Regions from separate parts of the Triticum aestivum genome. Here region 2 is linked to region 1. Evidence: chromatin contacts called from public Hi-C data. All regions are on one chromosome and are shown on one strand. The core of a region is the stretch at or near the end of the contact, and the rest is flanking DNA. Distances in the headings are between cores, read along the strand shown. Region 1 holds the start of LOC123163831 (probable uridine nucleosidase 1). Region 2 holds the start of LOC123166252.

What was found. A called contact is a pair of places that touch in the nucleus more often than the background predicts.
Region 2: a contact with region 1 is called in a Hi-C map of leaf, with 4 times the contacts expected there. The contact joins the promoter of LOC123166252 here to the promoter of LOC123163831 in region 1. A contact is called at or near these places in 2 of 5 Hi-C or Micro-C datasets (both in leaf).

Annotation. Positions count from the first base shown.
Region 1 is chr7D:270,510,083-270,516,272 of IWGSC CS RefSeq v2.1, reverse strand. LOC123163831 (probable uridine nucleosidase 1) reads left to right here and starts at 2,879. Exons shown (of 9, transcript XM_044581214.1): 1 at 2,879-3,266; 2 at 4,138-4,253; 3 at 4,331-4,390; 4 at 4,795-4,977; 5 at 5,062-5,166; 6 at 5,259-5,355; 7 at 5,453-5,560; 8 at 5,660-5,795; 9 at 5,999-6,190. The coding sequence starts at 3,206. The coding sequence ends at 6,107.
Region 2 is chr7D:270,790,295-270,796,484 of IWGSC CS RefSeq v2.1, reverse strand. It overlaps LOC123166252, which reads right to left and starts at 3,064. Exons shown (of 1, transcript XM_044584021.1): 1 at 2,297-3,064. The coding sequence starts at 3,004. The coding sequence ends at 2,396. It overlaps LOC123166250, which reads right to left. Exons shown (of 12, transcript XM_044584019.1): 3 at 5,465-5,543; 4 at 5,292-5,310; 5 at 5,078-5,197; 6 at 4,762-4,831; 7 at 4,624-4,667; 8 at 4,481-4,522; 9 at 4,334-4,393; 10 at 4,158-4,225; 11 at 3,790-3,847; 12 at 3,389-3,706. The coding sequence ends at 3,617. LOC123166251 (kinesin-like protein KIN-5C) reads left to right here. Exons shown (of 22, transcript XM_044584020.1): 15 at 89-196; 16 at 286-444; 17 at 520-603; 18 at 701-906; 19 at 1,004-1,105; 20 at 1,404-1,513; 21 at 1,602-1,753; 22 at 1,845-2,264. The coding sequence ends at 2,036.

The DNA of each region.
Region 1 (6,190 bases), core at 1,630-4,129:
TCTAGGTGGAAGTTCAACTTAACAGTCTCCACTGCAGTACCGATATATAAAACAGTGTTTTGGAACTAAAAGCAAATTCTATGTGGCTCTAGGATCTGGTGGGGGATTGCTGGAATTTTATCTATTTATGGGCCTAGCCCAATAACAATTTCAGAAATTCCTAATAAATCCTAGAGGCCCACTTAGCCCATTCGTGCAAGGCAAGGGACACTACTAAAGTTTAGTCCCACACTGATAGTTTAGAGGGAGTTGGATCTTTTTATAAGGGAGGTTCTTTCCCCATATGTATGAGCATGAGAACAAGAGGGACATCCACGCGCGCTCCTCCGCCGCCGCCCGCCTCGCCACGCCACGCCTCGCCACGACACGCCGCGCCGCGGGAATGAGCCGAGTCGATGTCTAAATTTTTGCCACGCACCACGGGTATACGAAAGGTCACTCGGGAGCTGGAAAGTTTTTGCTGTAGTGGATATTGAATACGAATTCGGCTGCTATATGTTCGTTTCATCTCCCTCATTCCCTTCAGCTCCCGACGCAGGCTCTCGCCTCCTTCTCTTGCGCCTATAAAAGGGAGGTCGCTCCTCTCAAAGAGACGTAACGTACTAGAACTCATTCTTCCTCTCGCCACCGGTTCCTGAACACTGCGCTGCTGCTACGATCTTCCTCATCCCGGCTTGTGGCGTGCACCGCAGGTCGGGACAGTAGGCCTCCGAAACCGCACCTCTTTGAGTTCTGTACGGGAGAAGGGTGATAAGGTTTTTGAGGAGCGCTCTGCGCGACTACTGACTTCTTCGTCACGGACACCCCGGACTCCGACGACTACTTCCCCGACGTCGACAACCTCCTCCACGACATGGCTACCGAGGACACCGACCCCAAGTCCAGTGCTACTGTTGTAGCTGCTGTCCCGTACGTGTTCTTGTTTCTCCTGTTAGAGGTTCTGCCACAGTTCCTTGTTCTAGTCCTTGCCATACACATGATAGGTTCTACTTCATATATGCTACTTGGTCTACTGTCTACTCTAGAGATGTTCGATTCTAATTTATATTTGCAGATGTTATCTACCTTCTCTTTGTCAGATCGCATGACTTGCTTTATCTCTGCTACTTTAGTCATGCTTTATCTAGTATTTCCGTTAATAAAATCATATGATAAATTGCTCATATTTCCAACAACCTGGTTTGATTAGTTTAGTGGGTGAGCTAGCTTAATGATCAACCTGGTCCTTGTTGCTCAATAATGTACTTCACTTTTAGCTGAGACTTGAGACATCGAAGCAAGAACATGAATGGCCATTGGCCAAGGTACGAGTGTACTACGTAGTAGACACGGCATGAAGCCTATGATTTCCGCCGGGGCCGCTCTTTCTGGAACATATACAAGAATTTCACATTTTATGCAAACCCTCACGGTTGTTCACGGCCCATTTTTTTCCAACATGGAGTAAGATATTAATATCAATATAATTATACTAATTATATCTGATCTCTACAACGACAAAATATACAAACACAATCTAGACACCGAGGATGCACGCAAAAAACGGATAAAAAGAAGAAACGGAAAAGAAAAACGACACGACAAAGACAAACAACATACAAGTAACGACACCATCAACCGCCCTTAACAATGGATGAACTACAAGAAATGTTTTCTGAAAGCGATACCTTCAAAAAGAGAACGACAAACAAACGATGCCGTTATTCGACAACCACTGAAGGTCAAATCTTGGGTTTTCATCCCGATGAGCACGTCTAAGGAGCCTCCATGCAATGTCGTTAACAAGAACACGATGTATAAACACCCTTGTGGCTATATTCATTTTTCTCTCTCATAAAGGGTGTGTATATTAACTCATAATGTATTGTCAAGAGAATACAACACATAATGAGCATAGATATGACCTCTTGGCGGGACAGGAAAAAGGAGGAAGGACCCCCCCTCACACGCCGCTCCCGCGGACGACCGGGAGGGCAACCGTGCCGTTGTCGGGACCCCACCCCTTCCGCCACCTCCTCCCCTCGCCGCCATCGAGGCGCGCCGCCTGGCAAAGCCCGGTCGACATCAGTGGCGGCGAGATCTCATCTTCCCTCAGTTGGTGGAGTTTGGCGCGGGCAGGCGGCCACCGGGTGGTGGTGGCGCGGTGGTTGGGGCCTGCGTGTGCCTCGCCCCCCGCTGTGGTTCCTGAAGGTGGCGTGGTGGGCCGGTGCGGGGCGTGCCCGTGGCTGCCTGGGTGGCTCGATCTAGCCGCGCCAGATCTGGCTCTTGGCGCCTCGGGTGGCGCGGGGCTCCCTTCCACAACGTTTATGGATCCAGGCTGGAGCTCCCCGTCGGTGGCAACCTCCCTTCTCCTGGAGTGCAGGCCAACGGAATTGCGACCAATTCTCTGACCTCTTATTAAATAGCTTAGGCACTAAGTACTAAATTATTGGTTATATAACTTTTTTGGTTGATGAAATGAATATTTTAGCAACAAAAACCACGTACTCTGATCCATAATTCTTGTCGTGAGACAAAAACAACATTATTTCACACCAATTGCGACGGAGGCTATTCTGACCGACACCTCGAGAAGGCACTGAACTAACATTACCCACATGTAACACGCAAAGGAAAAATTACGCACATGTAGCCCCGTCAAATCAAACAAAAAGCTACTCCCTCCGTCCGAAAATACTTGTCAGAGAAATGGATTTATCTAGACGTACGGACGGAGAGAGTATGTACTATTATTGCGATGGAGTGTGGGGATGCCTTTGCTTTCTGGACATGATTCTTTTTTTTTCCTTTCTGGACATGATTCATTCGTTATTATTGCCCCCCATCTCCATGGAAGCTCCTCCACTTGTCCTGCTCTATCCCATCTAATCCAGATCCGACGGCCTAGGAGACACGGCCACGCTGATCCGACGGGCATTCCAGCGCAAGATCTCATCTTCCTTTTCCCTAATCCCCAGCCCCAGCAGCAAGAGGAAGGAACTTGGCGCTCCTGACACCCCCTTTACCCCCAACCTTCCGTGTTTGCATCGTGTATAAAAGTCCGGGGAAGCGAGGCTCGTTGGAAAAAGAAGGACAGTCTGGAGAAAGAAAGAAAGGGCGAGGTTGCGTCCGCTCATCCACTTGGCTCTGCTCGCATCTTCCTTGTTGATTCATTCCGATTCCCCTCGCTAGCTAAGGGAAGGGAAGGGAAGGGATCCCGAGGACGATGGGGGAGGACGGGCAGATCCGCCGCGACAGGGTCATCATCGACACGGATCCCGGCATCGGTGCTGTCCTCAATCCCTCCCTCCCTTCTCCATTGTTTCTCTCTCGCTTCGATTCCCTGTTACTTCTGCGCTTTCCCAATCCCACCTGTTGCTGACATTAATGAATGGAATGGATGGAGGAGTGAGTTGGCTGGAGTAGGCAGAAATTACGTTTCGTTATCATATTCTAACATCACGTAGTACCACGAAAGCTCCGGTTTGCTTTTGCTTTACTGCTCTGCTCTGCTCGCACGTGGTTGGTTGGGTTATGGCGTGTCAACCCAGCCCGCCGACGAAAGCGACGGTGCCGTGCCACCATCTCGATCATCACCACGGTTTCTCGTCCTACCCCCGTCCCTTCTTCAGTGGAGTCGAGCAGGAAAATTGTAATGCAATTGTGGTTCAGTTTTCTTCTGCAAGTGGAGTAATACTACTTAATTAGCACCCAACTGGACAATCAATTCGGTATTAGTAACTCTTTTGCTAGTTTACGGCACCGTAATTAATTGATGGTATAGAAGTTGTATCTTCACACCAACATAGTGACATCGATCTCAGCTACGTTGTTGGATACAACTTTCATGACTGGCAAATGTTTATGTTATATATGCTTCTTGCCAAGTTCCAGCAACCCAAACTATATTATTGCCTTTGCCACAAGTTCACAGCTAAGCTTCCAGTTATATGATCAACAACAATAGGATGCTGGTGTACATACTTTGCAAATGTTACACTGGCTATCAATGTCTACAGCTTCGTACCAGTATGCTGCATGCGCAACTCAAACTACAGTCTGTACTGATATCTCCTTCTCGAAACGAAAAAAAAACCTCACCTGTAAAAAGCTATTATTCCCTATTTATTCTCACTGCCTGCTTTCTCTGATTTCTAGATGATAGCATGACGATTCTAATGGCATTTGGAGAACCAAGTGTGGAGATCATTGGGCTGACAACCATATTCGGCAATGTCACTACAGAGTATGCTACACGCAATGCGCTCTTGCTGGTGAGCGTCGGACACTGTTGAGTTTTGCTTCTTCTGATTCTTGCTTTTGCTAAACATTTCGAGTCTTCAAAGGACAGTGTGAGAGAGCAGGGCATCCTGAGGTTCCAGTAGCAGAGGGCAGCCCGGAGCCTCTTAAGGTACGATGGTTCACACTGCAAATCTGTACATTTCGAACTTCACGATGGCTTTGCAACTGGATGTTTCTTGTTTAGTTGATGCTAGAAGTGTGCATTTTGTATTATCAATTAAAAATGACTCTGAGTGCCTACTGGATTATCATCCATCAAAAGCGTTTAGCTAAGGTCAAGTAATCGATTGTACAAGATGCCATCTCGTATTTGCACTAGTGGGTGTTTTCTTTTTCCTACTTGCTCTACATGTCATATTATTAGCTCATTGATAGATAGTCGGTAGCGTGGCATGTAACATGAGCCTACATATTTTATATGGTAGATGGAGTTCAGAATTGAGACCTCCAATAATACTATGTTAAACTACAGTTTCGGTTGGTCAGCTGAATGACATGACTTTTGTATTATAGGGAGGAGAGCCACGCGTTGCTGACTTTGTTCATGGATCTGATGGTCTTGGTAATTTGTCTCTTCCTGCACCTACTACTAAGAAGGTTGAGGAAAGTGCTGCCGAGTTCATGGTTAATAAGGTCTCTCAGTTTCCTGGAGAGATATCTGTACTTGCATTGGGACCCCTGACAAATGTCGCATTGGTATGCTTACAGTTACAGGATAAAGCTATTTACCATGCTGTATGCCATGCCAGGGGCTAAGAGATAGCTTGTATTCTTTGTTAGGCCATCAAAAGGGACTCGTCATTTGCAAGCAAGGTCAAAAAAATAGTTGTGCTGGGTGGAGCTTTCTTTGCAGCTGGAAATGTCAACCCTGCTGCTGAAGCAAATGTATAGTCATTTGTACTAAACACTGGTGCATTATTTATGAACAAGCAGAAACAACAACACAAGTATTGAACTTTGAGTATACAACTGTGCAGATCTACGGAGATCCGGATGCAGCGGATGTAGTTTTTACATCAGGAGCAGATATTGATGTGGTTGGCATTAACATAACAACTCAATGCTGTTTTACAGGTTTGTTCCTTGATACCAGTGTCATCTTCATATAGCTCAACTTGTGTGAGTATGGGGGTTAACTACTAGCCCGCCGTGTGAAACTTCTTTTATGCAGATGAGGATCTCTTGGAACTGAAAAACTCAAAAGGGGTGCACACACAGTTCTTGTGTGACATGTGCAAGTTCTACAGAGATTGGCATGAGAAGTCTGACGGCTTCCAAGGTATATTGTAGCCCTGTCTTTTCGGTATGCTTTTGCTAAAGTTGCCGCTGAATCTTCAAAGCCAGTTTCACTTCCAACTGATTCATGCATTCTATCCAGGGATTTTCCTACATGATCCTGTGAGCTTTACAGCCTTAGTTCACCCTGAGTACTTCACATTCAAGAAGGGTGTTGTGAGAGTCGAGACCCAGGGCATTTGCACCGGCCATACTTTGATGGACCATGGATTGAAGAAGTATGTATATCATATACTATTTCTGAGTACTTCACATTAGCTCTACCTACTCAAGTGTTTCAACATTCTTACAAACATATTCATCTGGTGATTTAAGTGTCGCACGTGCCCAGTCCACTGGTTTAAATTCTAACCAGAGTGTCATTTCTGAGTATTCAGTTGTAGATGCAAGATATTGATTGCTTGTTTGCACTACATTGCAGGTGGAATTCAGAAAATCCATGGTCGGGTTATGCACCAATTTCAGTTGCGTGGACAGTCGATGTGCCAAAGGTCCTTGCATATGTGAAGAAGCTGCTGATGGCGCCCTGAGAATAGAACCAGAGGTCTATTCTGACTCTTTGAGCTGAAGTGTAATGGTTCAGGTCAACTCTCATGGCCAAAGCATTTTTTTT
Region 2 (6,190 bases), core at 1,815-4,314, 280 kb before region 1:
CCTGCTTTTTCAGTGAACACTTTTTTGTTTGTCTCACATGCTTATCCTTTGCTTCTATTCATTCTCACGGGGATATTCTTGCTGACAGCTTCTAGCATGTGTTGAGGGAGAGGCACTGAAGATATTTACTGATATTCAGAGTTTGTTAGCCGACCATCGAAGCGAACTGGCGCACTTCACTAAGGAATTGCGTGATGTCAGTTACTTGATCCGACTGTCAACAGATTTTCATTATAATTTAGCTATGATTAGCTGAAAGTTAAACTTTGCTCCTGTTGTCAACAGAGTTTCTGCATTAGCTTGGATAGGACGAAGGATATGTCCAGCTTCATTCTTGGGCTCTTTGAAAAGTACACGGAGGAAACATCCAAGTTGCAGAACCACTCGAACCACACTCATGAAGCACAGGTCAAAAGCCTTGAAGAGTTTCAAAAGGCTTATGAGGTGATCCATTCCCCTTTTGTTCACTACTCACTGGCAAAATCATGTTGGTTTATCTAATACCATCACTTCGTGCAGGAACAATCAAAGTCCGAGGAACAGAGGCTTCTGGCGGATATCACCAGTTTGGTGTCCAAACACATTGTTCGACAAAGAGAGCTGGTGCGTCTGGACTTGCATGTACCACTTGGGCAATTTGTTTGTAAATGACCAATCAACCTACGAAAATCAGAATAAACCTGATGTTTGTTTCCTGCAGGTGGATGTTAGATTAAACTCTCTTGGCGATGCTGCTCGTGGTAACAAGACATTTCTGGATGAGCATACGTCTGCTATGGAGGGTGTCACAAAGGATGCCAAGAGAAAGTGGGAAATGTTTGCAGAGCAAGCGGAGAATGACTGCAAAGTTGGCTCCAGCTTCTCTTCAGCTAAGCATTGCCGCATGGAAACAATTATGCAGGAGTGGTATGCCTGAACAGTTGCATGAAATGTTTCAACATTCACTGATTCATTTTAATTTGATGAAATTTTGTAACTAATGATCTTTATTGGACTTGTCCAGTGCATGCACTGTCGACTCTGCTGCTCAACAATGGAAAAAATCCCATGCTGCAGTTAATGATTTGTGCACAAAACAAGTGGCTGAAGTTGAAGTACTTGTCAGGCAAGTAGATTTGTTCTCATCACTTTTGTTTTTGCTTACATGTCAAGCCTGTTTTGTTCAGTTAGATTTCGGTTTTCCCTGATTTTGCTGTATAGATAGTTCAACCCGCTTTAGCACTCTTCATGCTGGTTTTATCTAAGTTAGCTTGAGTTAAGGCAATTTGGGTGCCAATTTGACATGTCAGTGCATAAGTTTGGATCAAAAGAGCACACCTCTGAATTTCTCAAAACCATGTCTTGTGTTAATCCCATATTTTCAACATGGGGGTCTAATTAGCTCTGCTTTCTGGATATTTCAGGGGTGCAATCGAAAACAACGAGCAGCATGAAGCGGAGATTGCATCATCTCGCGCCTTGGCTGAAGAGCAAGCATCCAACAGTAGCAAAGAAATACTCCAGGATATCGACAGTAATTTCTAAGTGCTCAACATGACTGCTTATTCAATAAGAGTGTTCCCCATCTAATCTTGACTTGCTTGTGTGTCCCTTTGCCTCAGATCTACTGGAAGAGGCACGTAATTCAACATCGAGAGTTGTGTCGACGGTGGAAGCACATTCGGTAGAGATACAACATTTGCAGGAGAACCACTCTGGGCAGACTTCAGGCGTCAACACACATGCCGAGAAGGCTTTCCAAAGCAGCTACAGGGTGAGATGAAAATTCTGTGAAGAACTGTCATCTTTCCCCAATGCCCCAAGTTATCTTGACTGAACTCCCCTACCATGCTGTTTTCTTGCAGGACTATGAGCCGACTGGCGAAACTCCGATGAGGTCTGAGCCGGAAGTCCCGAGCAAAGGCACGATCGAGTCGTTGCGAGCGATGCCAATTGAGTCCCTGATGGATGAGTTCCGTGAGAACCATCCCTATGAATCGAGCAAGGAACCCAAGCCGTCGCTCATCCCTCGCTCGCCACTTGCGACACTCAACTGAGAAACAACGATATACTTTTCTGTGTGCAGTGTAATCTTATTAGGACATCAAATCGCTGCTGGCTTTGATGTCCTTGTTGTGCTATGTGTTTTGTGGGATGCGAGCTATCTTAGCCCTCACCCATTGTCTTTCACATTCCTGCTAGAATGTAGTATCAATTTGTTGTGTGATATTGTGGAGCTGCCGATTATTCTTGTTGAAATTCTATGAAGGGACATTGCATTGGAATCTGAGATTGCATTGCATTTCATTGCTTGGAATTGGGAAAGATTGCATTGCATTTCATTTCAAAGCACACACAGACGAATAAGGTTTTGAGGGAGGGTTCAGGTGGTGATACACATAGCAGCTAACTGAGGTCAGGTTAGGTAGAGCTGCATCTCGGAGCGGTTGTCCTGCTCGACGACCTCGAGGAAGACGGGGTCGACGACGATGTGGCTGTCGATGCGGACGGAGAAGCGGCGCGACCAGAGCAGCACGACGGCCTCGCCCGCGATCTCCACGACAGCGTCCAGCTCCATGTGGCGGCGCGTGGCGTCGGCGAGGATGGCGCCGGCGTGGTGGGCGAGCTCCATGGCGTCGAGCCGGGCCGGGAGGTGGAGCAGGCGGCACGATGTGGCGGGCTGCTGGCCGGCGTCGAGGCGCGCGGTGCCCAGGAGCGTGCCCCCGTAGAGGATGGAGACGTTGGAGGCGCCGTAGCGCACGGGCACCACGTTGGGGTTGGTGGCGTGGACGGTGAGGGTGAGGCCGATGTCCAGCGCCGCCGGCGGCCGGAAGTGGAAGGTGGACAGGTTCATGGAGATGAGCTCGAAGCTCGGGTCCCTCGGCCTGCAGACCAGCACGCCCGCCGCCGCCGCCGTGGTGACGGCGCCGGCGAGGGCCGAGCCCCAGCTCCACTGCCGGGGGGATGACCTTGACGGCGCGGACCCCATGGGCGAGGTCTGGATTTGGTTTCCTTCCATCTCCATGAGCCCTGCGCTGTTTTTTTACTCCCGAGCAGGAATGAATCAGGCTCTTGGCGTGCCACTTTTGTGTTAGGCTGTTGGGCCATTGGGTGTTGGTGGTCTTTTGGATGTAGTGGGCTCGCCACTGGAAACGTCCAAACGTAGGCGAAGGTTGGGAGCTGGGCTGGGACGCTAACATTTTGTCACTATTGGACCCACGAGGAACGGGTAGATCGACTTCTCTCGAGGGAATCTCAAGGTTCTAATTGTTACGTTCAAAGAAAAAAAAGGATTGTTACGCTAGTGTTACTCAAAAAAAAAAGATTGTTAAGCTACTTTTTTGAATGTAATCGTTGTATCGAAAAAAAAGTTGAATGTAAATCGGAACTAACAAGCAGAAACATCCCGTGAAAGAAACAACAAGACTCCCATTTCTGGATTTTATTTCACTTTTCTACAGCCTCAAATTCAGTGTTTCTTAGATAGACGCTGTCTCAGCTGCAGCGAATAGAATTTACACCTTATATAATCTAGGATGCACCATTTTCCTAGTAAAGAATGTGATCAACTACATGAGAAGAGACATGGCAGGCTATGAGCTCAATATTTACTGAGAAAAGATAGTGCCAGGGATTCTCAAGCAGCATATGTTGCCCTCAGATACTCTACAATGTCGGCGCTCTCGAACATCTTTACCCCCGTGTTAGGATCCTCGATATAAGGCGCCTGTCAAGACGGTAAGATTAAATCAAACAGAGGTTATGTGGAGAAAGGTTACCAGCAGAAGCATAAATCGCGACGATGCAAACCTGGAAAAGGCCATATTTCTTGAAAAAATCCTGTCGCTTGGGGCTGCCACGCGCACAGCTGAAGCAAAAGTTTTTTGTTACTTACATTGTTGTGTCTGTCATGCTACATATATGGATAGTATCAACAAGTTGTTCTTATGGTAGAATATTCAGCTATTTAGCTGCTACGCTAGTCGCTTATACAGGAGTTCTGGCTGTTAGCATATTGTTGAATGGCAGAATATTCATTGATTTGTTCACGAATGTAATGCTATACTAATGCTACTGGTCATTTATACAACTGTTATGCACTGTTATAAATGCTCTGATGGTAGAATATTCAGCTATTTGTTTACGGATGTAATCCAAAGTTTCAAGCATTCAAATACCTGTGTAGCAAGTGTGGCAACTCCAATTCGACAAGGGTCTCACGCGCTATTTTACAGAAAGGAGATCCCTGATAATAAAGGTTGCAACAATCAGATCCTGGAAATGGTAATACACTACGACAAACAGCAAATAATAACATAATGCTGTGAATAATGACAAGTAGTGAGGGTTAGACCTCGTATGCCCATATCTCTATTGGCTGGGATGGAAGCTTTGCAGGAGTGTAGGAAGATCCCTGTAATCAATAATGGAAATGGTTCAAGCAAAACTTTCAGACGATTACATGGAATAAACAAATGTGCATGGCTTGTTGGTAATTTACCTTCCCGCTACGCCCACTCAATGCAAGCCCTGCCGTTATTGTCTACAAAATAAATAAATAAAGTTACGCAAGAGGCACGACTGCATGCTAATTAACAATAATCAATCCTGGTCTCCTCGATTATCAATTACTTAGTTACTTACTGTCAATAGACCAAGTTTTAGCATAATTGGAACACTTCCATCACCTGAAAAACAAGTGCAAGTAAAGGGTTTAGAACAAGCTTGGAAGGCTAGGGAAGGTATGCACTGTAAAAAAACAAAAAACAATGGAATACAAACCGTAAGTTTTTGCCAGGTAATTTATGATGTCATCTGATTCATACATAGCAACTCCTGTGTTTGGATCGACCTGCAACATAAGAGTGATGTTATCTCCATCATGTATCGTTCATTTCAAAGAAGGGAGCAAAATTCCCTGATTTAGTTTAGTAATGATGAACAAATCATGCCAATGTGACAAAATTCAATCTTGCCCAGGAATAAAAAGTTCAGCAACATGAGTATGGTTAATGGTAAATCTCCATCAAATCTCTAAAGTAACATTTCAAAGATATGTAGAACTGGAAACCACAACCATCAATGATGTTTCGCATACCATGTAAGGAAACTGTCTCTTTCCGCCCATCTCTAGAACCTTTGGGCGGAAGGTTGGGCTGCCTTTAGGACAAGGATAATATAAAACATCAAGGTCCAGAACGGATACCATCTCTCTGACCTGTAAGATTTACATGGTGACTATAAATACCAATGTTGAATAAATGAAGAAGGAAACTACATAACACAGATATAGTGAACCAAAGATTATTCACCTTTCGACAAAATGGACATCTGAGGTTTTAGCCACGATGCACAAACAATTGAAGGAATAAAAAGATCAGCTTGACTAGTCAGAAGAAAACATTAGCGCTTGATACAAAAACTAGGTGCAATTAGAAACATGAAGGACAACGAGTTTGAACCTCCGTGGAAAGAAATAACATACCCTTCAAACTCGTATATTTCAATAGGCTTAGCAGGTCGAGGGCACTGCCCCACCTTCGACGTTTCTTTCACCTTCCGACCTAAATAATAAACACATGTAGTTGTAGTATAACTAAAGTTCTAGACTGGTACTGGACAGGTACACACAATGGTTGTTTACGTCAAATAATGGTATTAATTACGCCTTATTCTTTCACTCTTAATATTTCCATGCAGCTGTTGTATCTAACCAAACAGTGGGAACTAGAGAAGGAGTTCACCTTGGCCAGATACACACATAGTTGCCATGTTTCCGGTACGGTGGGAACGAGGAACGGGAACGGGGGACGAGAGTCGGAGGCTGGAAAAAATAGGGTGCAACGGGGGTATACATCTCTAGAACGATTTTTCTAAAGCGGAAACACGATTCAATCAATTCCGGTACGATGAATCCGGTACGGTACCATGGAACGAGGAACGTGAATCTTTACTAGTTGGGACTGGCTGGGCTGGGAGCAACTGGCTGGGCTGGGAGCAACTGGCTGCATCGTTGATCCATGAAGACTAAAATAAATCATCTCCTTCCCAATGGAAAATTTATTAGCAGCCTTGGAGTAATTGAAGAGCAGAACGAGGAGTTATTTAGGGGAGTGGAAAAGAACGGGGCAGAGAGTAAAACGAGGAGTACGTGATTGATATGGCTGACCTTTTGCTTACTCGAACGATTCAAGAACCAAGACTGTCGAGT